Linked DNA regions of Rattus norvegicus: region 2 is linked to region 1. A link is a contact called in public Hi-C data. All regions are on one chromosome and are shown on one strand. Each heading gives the region's core, a stretch centred on a gene start, on an enhancer-like site or on the middle of the called end of the contact. The rest is flanking DNA. Distances are from core to core; before and after follow the strand shown. Region 1 holds the start of Stim2 (stromal interaction molecule 2). Region 2 has its middle 56 kb from the start of Stim2.

What was found. Hi-C and Micro-C count contacts between places; a contact is called where the count stands out from the background.
Region 2: a Hi-C map of psoas muscle shows a contact between it and region 1, with 2.1 times the contacts expected there. The contact joins the enhancer-like site here to the promoter of Stim2 in region 1. A contact is called at or near these places in 3 of 12 Hi-C or Micro-C datasets (liver, mammary epithelial cells and psoas muscle).

The regions. Positions count from the first base shown.
Region 1 is chr14:61,214,667-61,220,716 of GRCr8, reverse strand. It overlaps Stim2 (stromal interaction molecule 2), which reads left to right and starts at 3,637. Exons shown (of 12, transcript NM_001105750.2): 1 at 3,637-4,000. The coding sequence starts at 3,850.
Region 2 is chr14:61,269,779-61,275,592 of GRCr8, reverse strand. No RefSeq gene overlaps it. Among named protein-coding and RNA genes, the nearest start is that of Stim2, 56 kb to the right of the region's middle. Within about 2 kb of position 2,967, at least 11 of the 93 cell types and tissues checked have an H3K27ac peak or open chromatin away from gene starts, as enhancers often do.

The sequences.
Region 1 (6,050 bases), core at 2,388-4,887:
AAGTGGTTTACTAGTGATCAACTTTCACTACTCTCCCCTCCCACCCCCTTTTAGTGCTTTAATGAACTCCACGACTTGAAGACTATACTCATACTCGGTAACTTTCATTGCTTCTATCTTGAAACCCTACTAGCTGTAATCACTTTTAGTTTTTCAAAGTTCTCAGGACCTTAATTTCCTAGGAAGCTATGAAAGTGGCCCAGTTCATAACCGGGTTTCCACTAAAGAGGACTCTTTCCTTTCCCCAGGAGCTATCTAAGAAGGGTGATCAAAGAGCACTTGCCCATCGTGCTCCTCTACCCTGATGTGGCAGGAACCCCCCCCACTCCTTGGGGTCACAGTCAGGCCGGGGAAGCTGTGGGCAGGCCGGACCTCAGCCGGAATTCCCCTGGGTGATACTTCCATCCCGCCCCACGCCCACGGAGCTCCCTTCCAGAGCCACTGCGTCCGCCCACGCGGTGATGTCATCGCCCGGGTGTCGGGCGCGCGCGGACGGTCCGCCCACGGAACTCGGGAGCGCTCTGTGCCAGCCAGAGTCGCGCACCTGTGGCGGCCGCCAGAGTCCGTGGGCATGCGCGTTGCTGCGGGGAGGCTCCTGAGCTCGCCAGCGGAGATCTGGTTCTCCTAGTTGGAGCCGAGGCAGGCTGTGTAGGCTGTGGGGCTGTAAGGGAAGAGGATGAGGAGGGTTTGTTCAGGGATGGGGAGGAACCAGTGCAATGCTTCTTCTTTGGGCGTGCACTGAGAGTTGGGCTCATCTGCAGAATCGAACAGCATAGGCAAAGTGTGATGCGTTTAATCCTAACGTTTAGCATACACGCCCAGAGCCTGAGGCCAGAGTCACTAAGTACAAAGCACCTAGGTGCCAGGCACCCAGGGAAGGCTTTCTTTGTTACTATTTTTTCCACTCCACTGCAACCACCAATAATTCTGTTGTGTAGGTATAATTGGGTTCCTAATTAACTTGCCTACGCGTCACACTGAAAAGAGTTGAGTGAAAAGAGTTGAGATTTCTACGAGGTTGGTCAGATAACAAAGTTCAAGGCTGCCCATCAGACGCTTGAAGTCAAGGCTTTGTTAGAACAAGGGCATGAACACATTTTGCAAACAAATGACAAGTTGTGAGGTTTAGACTTTAAAAGGAGGAGGCTGGACTGTAGGAGTAGGGTGGCCACCAAGGGAGAGGGGTTTCAGGAAGATTTTGATGGGATTTGGCTAGAGAAGGGCAGGCAGGAAGCTCTAGGTTGTTAGGGAAAGAGAATGTGATTATCACCCCTCAAGCCCTGTGTTCATGTGTGGCTTGCAGGTAAAATTCTGTATCTGTAATTCTACGGATGGGATATTTTTTTTCTTCAATGTAATGGACTTGCCTGTTAGTTAGGCCTACGTTATGATGCAGTGGGGCAGCATACTCCTCTGAGTAACAGTGTGCACCATGGCTGCTCAGTTTAATAGTCAGAAACTTCGGTACCCATAAAATAGATATATATGATAGTTTCTAGCCCGCGTCCTTCTGAGAGAGGCCTCTATAGTGAATGGTGGTTCCCACCACTAGAGAGACATAAACGTTTATGACTCTGAATCCAATACTGTGCTTCAGTGCCTGTGCCCTATCTTTGAAATCGTATGTTATCTTTGTTTAAAGAACCCCAGGCCAGTGGATTGCTAACTTTTCCTGGCTTTATATTGTTATTGCTGTACACAGTTTGTACCACTCACTTTGGTAATTGATTCCTTGTCATAACCTTGTAAGAACCTATAGTTATTTAATAGACAAATTTTATCTCCCATCCAAGATGGTAAAGTTCTCTAGGAAAGGACTGTTAGTAATCTTCTAGCTTCTAGTTTTGACTTATTTGACATTTTCAAGTGCTTCCTTGTCTACTGAATATAATACTCCACCGTATAATACTTTGCTTGGCATACATTAGGTGTTCAGTAAATATTGATGAATTAAGTGATGCCTCCTGTAGAGTAGGAAAAGAACTTGTTTACTTCCTGGTTTTCCGGTGCCTAGCAGTACTGTCTACTCAGCAAACACATGACTTCACTGCCTTTCAGCAAGCAAAATAGAATCTTACTGTTGCCCTGTAAGGAACTGCCTCACCCTCCAACATGATGCTCCAGTGAAGAATGCCAAGAAATAATTGTGGTCGATTAGCCTCATTATTATTCCTGATTCTTTTCTGCAGTGTGTATCTGCCTCTTCTGCTATGAGTGATATCTGAAGTTCTTTTGGTCAAGTTTCCTAAAGAATTGTTTTGGAGGCTAATTTGACTTCTGGAACAAAATAATCTAAACTTCAAGCCGACAGTGAAATCCAACAGTAGCCAGACCTATGTTCTTAACAATCCTAGCTACAAGATCCTAAATATGTATGTGTGTTTAACACCTCCTATTACATTTCAAAAGTTTTCTGAAGAAATGCTTTGATATGGGTTTCTGAGGTATGTAGCTCCAGTCTGAGTGCCATTCACATGGGTCATATCCTAGGCACTCCCACCACAATTAAAAAAAAACTAAAAAATAAAACAAACAACAATAACAACAACATAGTCCTAATGGCAATTACTTGGACAAAACATATTCTGTTATTTCCTCCCTTTGGACCAATTAAACCTGTCTGGAGCAGAATTTGTAAGAATGCACAAAACTTTGCTTCATTGCGGATAAGCGAAATGGTCAGGTCTATGTTGTAGTTGGGGCAACCTGTTCAGCTGGCATCGTTTACAGAAGGCGTGGGATGTGAGGAAAATGGCGATGACTGCCCGCAATATCAGCAAGAAGAATAGTAAAAAGCTAGAGCAAATTATTTGAACATTTCCATCCAGTAGTTGATAAATCGGGCCATGTCCACTTACTAGCTATGGGTCAGTGGGTTAAGCTATCTTAACATTTCAGGGCTTGGATTTTGTCACTTGTAAAATGGCGATGAGAAGGATGAGTTACACTATGCCACTGTAAATTGCTTAGAGAAATTCCTAGCACGCTGGCACAAGGTAAGCGCTTTGCCAAATGTTTGTAAAGTAAATACAAGGATAGGCTGGGTAACCCTTCCCTTCTACAAAGCTGGCAACTGGTAAGCCCCACCAACATCCAAGTCTGGGGGGCCGCTGTTTCCTACTGCAAGGTTTTTTCTGTCCCACCGGGTAAAGCACTCAGAGTATCAGCGACGTCGACTGGCTTTATCCAGGTCCCCAGGCTGCCCATCATCGGATCACTGCGTGGGCGAGACACAGGCCTTCCTCCAGCTCTGGTTCTTTGGCTCCTAAAGCTCCGCCTGGGCCGCTGTCCCGCACCCCGCCCACCAGTCTGGAAACGCCCCTAGGGGCGGGGTCTAGAACCGCGCACGCGCAGTACCACCGCATCGCGCCTGCGCAGTGGCGGCGCTGAGGGAGGCGGGGGATTGGTATGAGAGCTAGTGTGTGAGGGGAGGGAGGTGTCCCGGCCGAGCGTGGTACTACGGCGGGCGCCGGCCGGAGGGGGCGGGGGGATGCGCCGCGGCGGCGGCGCGGGCGCTGGGCTGGGGCTTGGCCGCGCCAGAGCAGCGGATCCCGGTGTCGCCGCGGCAGCTGCGCGGGTGTCGCGCCGGGTCGGAAGACGCCGTACCACTGCGCTCCCCCACTTTTTTTTTTTTTTAAATAACCGGAACCAATGAACGCGGCGGGGTGCCGAGCTCCGCGGGCCGCCGGTGAAGGGAGCGGGCTAGCACCCGGCGGGAGTCTGCTTCCGAGGCGACGGGGCCCCGGACAGCTGGCGGCGAGCGAGTGCCCGGCGGCTCCTGTGAGCGCTCCTCCCGCCGCGGCACCCGGCCGGGCCTTGGGCCGCCCTTCCCGACGGCGCTGGGCAGCAATGCTGCTCTTCGGGCTGTTGGTGGCCGGCGTGGCGGACGGATGCGACCTGGTGCCCCGGCACCTCCGCGGGCGGCGCGCGTCGGGGTCGGCCGGAGCGGCTGCGTCTCCTTCGGCTGCGGCTGCCGGCGAGCGCCAGGCGCTGCTGACAGGTGAGGCCGGCGCGGCGACGAGCAGGCTTGGCGGGACTCCCGGCAGGACCCCATCTCCGAGGGGGCGCCTCGCGGTTGCCTTGGCGCCGGTCGTCGCACTTCGGACGCCTTCCTAGTCCACCGACTGGCGCCTCCACTGTGGCTTCTTCGCCTTTTAGTGGGCTCCTGCGAGCTTCCCAGCTGAGCAATGCAGTGGTTTCTCTTTCGTGTTGCCGAAGGGGCCATTGGGGTCTGTAGGGGACTGGGCTCATTTCCCCTCTTCCCAAAGCAGTCGGATAAAGTAGGCGGCAGCAGCAGCCGTAGCAGCAATGCGGTATGGAGTTGGCCTCTGCTGCCTTTGCAAAGGCAGCTGGCAGCTTCTTACCGATTGAGAGCCCGGCGAGCGCCCTGTCCCAGGGGAAGCTGCTGAAGAGATTCTTTGAGAGCCTCAGCACCTAGTGGCACTGGTGGTTCCGTGTTAGTATGAAGAAACGTCAAAGTCTGGTGTGTTTTTGTGGGGGTACGAGGCCGTTTTAAGGGATGGGAAGTATATGCTGTTTGAGAGCATCACTGGGTGACAGCGGGTGCAGAAAGCGCAGCAGGTAACCAGAAACACACCTAAAATTTACCAAGTGCAGGATATTTGTGACGTGGATTTGTGCAGCACAGTTCTGATGGAGTGCACCAGTATCTTTTCAAACACAGAACGTTCTAGCACTTACTGAAAACTTGCAAATACGTTTGGTAAGATTAAGTAGAAAATTGTATGCTTTTAAAGCCTTCATTGTCTTATATAACTGATCTGGTGTGGCTTAAGCAATGATGTAAAGGTCTTGAAATGATTTCCTGGGGCAAAGTGGTGGAGCTAGAGTAACTTATTTTTCTTCCTGCTGTGTTTATTTTTAAGGTAGATCTCCAGGTTTTCTGGAAGAATAGCATTAAAGAGAAACGAGGCGATTCACTGTTAATTTAGCTGCAGTGGTAGCCCAACAGGCGTCTAGTAGTCACTAACAGCTGCTCTGGGAAGTGTTCAGGAGTCTTCAGAGATCTAAGCAGCTTTCCTCTAGAGTTCTGTGACAGGCTATTTCCTGTTGCAGAGAGAAGGACGTTGGTAAGCATTGTCAGGCACTTTGGAAGTCGGAGGGTATAGAACATAATGGTCAGCTTACTTAAGGTACTCAAAAAACTTACCAAATCCTGTTCAGTTGAAACAGGCAAGTCATCACTGACTGCCTTGGATAAAGGATTCTGGAATCATCTTTAGGGACATAGTACTGTATGGAGGGATATATTGGATGGTTTCATGCTCAAAATACGGCAAGTGTAGAAGAAGGGAACAGTGATAAACTGGTTAAGTAGGAGGGTAGGTTGAGGGCTTATTGTCTCCCTTAGGAGTGGAAAAGAATTACTTTGGCTTCTAAGAGGTATAGTAGTGTAGGGTTTTTTTGTTTGTTTGTTTGTTTGTTTTGGTAGAAATGTTTAATTAGTAGACAATTACGTAATGCCTTAACAAATGTGATTGGCAGAAAGTCGTGATTTAGAACTTGGTGTTTATTGACTATTCTCACAAGTATGTTATACTGAGAACATCAAGAAATAAGCGCAGATGGAATTTTAATAAGCTGTAACCCTTTTAATTTTCTCTGTAGTTATTTATGGCACAGTTGAAAAGACAGGGTGATTCTTAGTGGGAAAAGTCATCACACAAAGTGAAGTTGTGCTGCAGTGCTTTTAAGTAAAGTTGCTGAAATGTTGGCCTCAGAATTATTTCTGTTCATCTCAAGTTTTTTCCCCTTATGTTCGAATAGTAATTTTACAAAGTTAAACATTTCCACTTAAAGTTTCAGATTATAATACTGCACAGTATCTAAGTTGAGTAATAGAATTTTAATAAGTTTATGAAAATACAGTCAGTAGGGCTGGTGTTTAGGGAAATGTAGATTGAAAAATCACTGGTGAAATTAGAATATGTTGAAAATTGCTTTGAGTTGTACGACCTCTGTAGGGCCCATTTTCGTTTAATAGTTTTTGTGAGTAATTTTCTTTTATGGTTCCATTTGTTTTATTTGTT
Region 2 (5,814 bases), core at 1,718-4,217, 56 kb before region 1:
CAGTTGTCATCTTTAAACGATTGGCTGAATTCTTACCCTAGCTATAACGACAGAAGGCCCATATGGAGATTGACAGCTTGGGCCAGGTCCCAGCTCTCTTTTGCATCACTGACGAACTTTCAGGCAAGTTTTCTCATCCTTCTGCACTTCGGTTTTTCTCTGTGTGAAGACTAAGAATCTGCCATTGGCAGAGACTGGCATGTGGCACTTACGACATTCTTGACACACCACCACCACACTGGTCCTCCCAGCCCAGCTTTCCTTGCAGTTAGGGCTGCTGTGTCCTCAGATTCTCTTTCAATGGAATGTGATCCTTTACTCTCTCTCTCTACCACCTGCTGGTCAAGGGTGTGTCAGATCCAGGGGCCTTGGAGAGTGATGGAGCTACTATAATGTAGGAGGAGCCTAGGGCCCCAAGTTGCCATGAGAAAAGCTAGCTGCCAAACATTTCCACTGAATGACTACTGAAAAACAAACAAAAACACAAGGCAAATTAATAAAATAAAAACAAAAATATATTAAGCTAAAAGGCTTAGACTTTAGGGTGAATTTTTATAAAGGGTATCCTGCCTCTTAAGGTTGTTGGTAGTCTAAAGTAAATTAACCTAGGAGTGCCTTTAGAGCAACTCCTGAGGCATTATATAAATGTTCTATATGCTTGTGTGTTATTGTGAAGTATTGATAGATAAATAAAATGAGAAAGGACAAAATAGGATTTGCAAAGGTATTCACCAACAGTCTTATTTCTTAAATTACTCTGTGTTTGTGTCTGTGTCTGTGTGTACACACATTTAATACATATATATTAAATATGTGTGTGGCTATAAACTTTACACTTTAGAGACAAAAGATGAAATTATAGAAAAGTATGTTGGGTCATTCATGAATTAGTATTATCCATTAATATATTTTCATGGTCCTTACAGAAAAGCAAGTTCCTTCAGAGAGATCGACTTTTAGATGAGGCAGGTAGAACATTCATTCTCAACCAAATATAGTGTTTATGCAGAAATAATCATCAACATACTTGCCTATATGGGGGAATGAGTGAGCGTGTGAAACCAGACCTGTGGTGATGCAGAAATGAAGCCGGACTTCTGGCGATGCTTCTGCAGCATATGTTGGTGTTCCCTTGTAGTGTCACCTTTATGTCCCCATGAACAAAGCATAGCACCCAAGTCATCTCTAGTCTTCTCTTTGTCACCAGGAAGTGTCCAACCTACTACCATGTCCTTCTTGCATCCCCAAGTCCCCCTTTACTGCCACCTTTCCTCTTGCCGCACACTGCCTCTTACAGAGAATCTCAGGCCTTTCTGGAGAAGGGTCCAAGTGGCAGAGCAGAACAAGCCAGTCACATTCATTCTTTAGTGATAGGCTTGGCTCCTTCGAGTAGCATGTTTTTTTGGGTACTTGCTATGAACTATGAAATAATGTAATGAACAAAGCTGGTAAAAGTCTCTCTGGATACATTTTGGTGAAAGAAAGTAGAGAATAAATAAGTGAAGTCATGGCATATTAGATGTGATAAATCTAAGTGGAGAGCAAGCTAGGGGAGTGTAGTGGTTTCAGAATGCATTTAGAAGAGGCCATTTTAAGCCAGGTGGTAAAGACTCATGGAAAAGTAGCATTTAGTTCAAGGCTAGAGAAAGTGATGGGGTGGGCACATGAGGAGTTAGGAGAAACACACGGGGGGTGGAGTGAGGTCTTTGAGCTTCATAGGGAGGTTATCTTTGATTTTGAGCAAGGAGAAAGTCATGGAGGGTTCTATGTAGAGAACCTGACATGTTTAATGAAAGGATCATATCAGTTGCTAGATGGAGGAAAGTCAAACACAGGCAAAGCACAAAGCTATGAGACTAGGACAGGAATCTTGGCAAGAGATGATAGAGTACGGTGACTTGAGCCAAGCTGAGGATGGCATGAGTGCAAATCCTGCAAATATTTGTGGATAGAGCCAGACAATTTTCTGGCTGATTAGAGATAGGAGTTTAAGAGTAAAGGAGGAATCAAAACTGACTCCATGGGTTGAGGTCCAAAAATATGAAAACCTCGTTGTGATTTGATGAGATAGGGCAGGAGCAGGCTTACCCAGGGAGGGCAAGTTTCCTTTCTGGGTAAGTTAAGTCTGAGATGCATGTTCCCCATCCAAATGGGGACATTGAAGACAAATATGTAACAAGAATTCAGGGGAAAGGTCCAGGCAGAGAAATACATTTAGAAGATGTCGGCATATAGATGGAATTTCAAGTTGGGAAGCTGGCTGGGATCATAGGTCAGAACACATGGATAGAGCAGACGTCAAAAAAGCAACCCTCCACCCATAGTAAGGGGTCTGGAAGCTGAGGAGAAACCACAAAAGAGACCAAGCAGAGAAGGGGTACCTGGCAGAATGCAGGGTTCTGAGAGCTGAGTAAAGAAAAGTACTTCCAGAAGACGTGAATAAACTGCCACAGAGGTCAACAAACAGGGCTGAAAATGGACCACTGAAATTAGCAACATGGAATCTTCTAGAGACTTAGCAAGAGCAAAATAGAAGCCAAACACTGACAGGAGTGGGCTGAAGAAAGATCAGGATAAGGACAAGTGGAGACAGAAAATTCAGACACAACCTGTTCCATACTATAACAGGAGCAACTCACCAAGGCATGGCTGGAGGGGAACACCGGGCCAATAGTTTTTTTTTTCCTTCAGGCAAGAAAAATTGCACCTTAGTCGTATATATTGACCAGAGCAGCCAGACATGATAGTAAGTTTCCTCTAAGTGTGTGTTCTCCCCTTTTTCCTAAGGATTGTTTTAATTTGTGAGTAATCTGATTTCTGCAGATCTTTTAATAAAATGAAGCTGCATGAAAAAATTCTGTTTGTCCCATTTCCCTGCAAATACTGAACAGGGCCTGTCGGCCCTTGTGTGAGAAGCTGCGTTTAGATCAAGCCTGCTGGTTTCCCTAGGTTTCCTGGCCTCCAGCCCACAGCACAGCTGTTCTGTGGATACTCCCTTCCCTCCACACAGGCCAGGCCTGACTACATTCATGTAGCCTCGTGCCTTTCCAGGAAAATAGACCCACTAAGAAGGTGATTCTGCAACAACAATCACGAATAAGCTTATCTTTCTCCTTTAGAAAGTTCAAACTAGCAAGTTTTCAGATAAAAATTACTTGGACTTTTTAAAACTTTTTTATTTTTTTATCCTTAATGCCAACATTAACCAGTCAAAAGACGCAGGCAAGCAAGTCATGTGGAAGATGGAGTGGTGATTGTGCGACTGAGTCAGGAACTGTGAGGATAAAAGTAGGGGGCCACATAGTGACACACAAACTGAGTAGGGTGACTTGACTCTCATTGACAGGTCATGTTTTCCTGATACCATGTGTGGCGCTTTGAAGGAAAATGGCCCCCATAGACCCATAGTGGGTGGCAGTGTTAGAAGGTGTGGCCTTGTTGGAGGAAGTGTATCACTGGGGATGGGCTTTGAGGTTTCATAAGTTCAGGCCAGACTCAGTGTCTCTTTTGTCCTGCAGTCCGAGGATCTGGATGTAGGACCCTTACTACCTCTCCAGCGCCATGTCCACTGCCATGCTTCCCATTGTGACGATACTAGACTAAACCTCTAAACTGTAAGGCAGCACCAAAGAATGTTTTCTTGTATAAGAGTTGGCATGGTCATGGCGTCTGTTCACAGTAATAGAAACCCTAACTGAGTCACTATGTTTTCTATGTTTGTCAGAATTCAGCTTATGATTTAGGGTAGACATTCAGGCCCACTTAACAAAAGTGAGCATTTACTCACATAGTAAGGATGCACAAACAGAATGAGTCGCCTCCAGGCATACTGGTCAATGGTACAACTGATGTCACTCAGAATCCAGCTCTTCTTTCTCCTTCTGGGCAGTGTATGGTTCGTAGATGCCTTTCTAGAAGCAATAAAGACTGGCAACCTCTGGCAGCTCTTGATAATCTTGCGTCATAGCAAATGAAATCCCAGGGCAGAAGCAGTCTCCTTCCTAATACTCTAATTAAGCCCTTGGAGAATGTTTGATTGGTCCATTTTGGGTCATCTCTGAGTTCCTGAGTCAATCACTGGCCAACGGGATAGAGAATGATGACTAGCTAAGCCTGAGTCACGGTCTGTACTTGGATGGAGATGAGATCACAGGGAAGCAGGTGTCCTAAAGGGAAATTAATACTCGCTTGCCAAAGAGAGAGGAGCTGCATGCTGCTGGAGCTACTGGAACATGGCGCGTGGCTCCACCCCTCAGGCCAATTTTCTTATAAAGGAAAGGTGCTCGTTTTTTATGAAGGGTTCTTACTGCTGTTAAAGATCACCCAGGGAGGGAGGGGGAGGGAAGAGACTGGCAGAGCACTGAAAGCTCTTTCTTGGTTACCGCTTTCAATTTTGAAATTGAACTTCTAAAAAGAAAATGAGCCAAAAGAAACCAGGAAGATTAAATTCATAAAGATAAAAAATTTAAAAGACAATATAATAAAAAGTAAAGCCATCCCAACTTCAACTACTTGAAAAGCTTACTAAATAGATTAGGAGACCTTCATAGAGGGTAAAAGAAATCATAGAGTTAAGGATAGAGCTCAATGGTTCATGTGACCTGAATGTGTGAGAACTAGATCAACTCCTAACACCAAAAAAAAAAAAAAAAAAAAAAAAGAGAGAGAGAGAGAGAGCGAAACACCTAGTTTAGAAAAAAAAGGCACAGTCACATATATGAAAGAAATCAAGAGGACACAAAGGTCTTAAATATCAAAATTTAAAATATTAAAATATGCATATTCTATAAGCAATATGTAAAATATCAAACTCTAGTGAGTATAAGCACAAGGTCTTCTAGAGGACCTGGAAGGGATGATGTCAACCCTGGAACGCTTTATGATCAGAGAGTTTCACAGGCAAGTGTCAACTGTCCAAAATAGATGGTTAAAATATAACGCGAATAACTCTGGGCCACAGAGAAACCTAAATTCTGTAATTCAATATTAGAATTATTAAAAATTACATGAAAAAAAATCACCCAATAAGAGTCCAGCAGTTAATCGAAAGTAGTAACTAAAGGATAAATAATAGTTACATAGTTGGGTTATCTCAGATCAGAAAAATCTGTCACCAGGGTTCATTATTACAACAATCTCCCAGGGATGTGTTCTTTGTTATAAATGACAAATCAACTAATTTAAATCAATGGTTCTCAACCTTCCTAATGTGGTGACCCTTTAATGAAGTTCCTCATGTTGTGGTGACCCCAACCACAAAATTATTTTCACTGCTAATCCATCACTGTAATTTTGCTACCGTTATGAATCATAATGTAAATATCTGATATGCAGGATAGCTGATATACAACCCCTATGAAAGGGTCATTGGACCCACAAAGGGGTCACAACTCACAGGTTGAGAATCACTGATTTAAGGTTACTCTGTGTGATTCTACGGCCTGGATGAATTCAAATGAGAAGATCTTATCCCTGTGCTATTACTGTGTGACTTACATAATGAATGGGACCAAGTGACTTTCCAGCATTTGTAGACTGGCCCATTCTTTCACACAGCACTGTACAGGATTCTGAGTGCGGACCTCTTCCAAGAGCACCAGTCCTATTGTGCAATTGCATATCCGGTTCTGATTGCATCATGCCTGCCCATGTCCAGTTGGCTAGAGTCAGATGCATGTGTCAAATCGATGTGGGAAAGAACAGCACGGAGGCAGGAAACACATGCAGGTACAGTTGTTCTAGTCACCACAATCAGCACACCATGCATTTGATACAGCATGCAAGCAATTTCAAATAAACACCTAAAATAGGTGT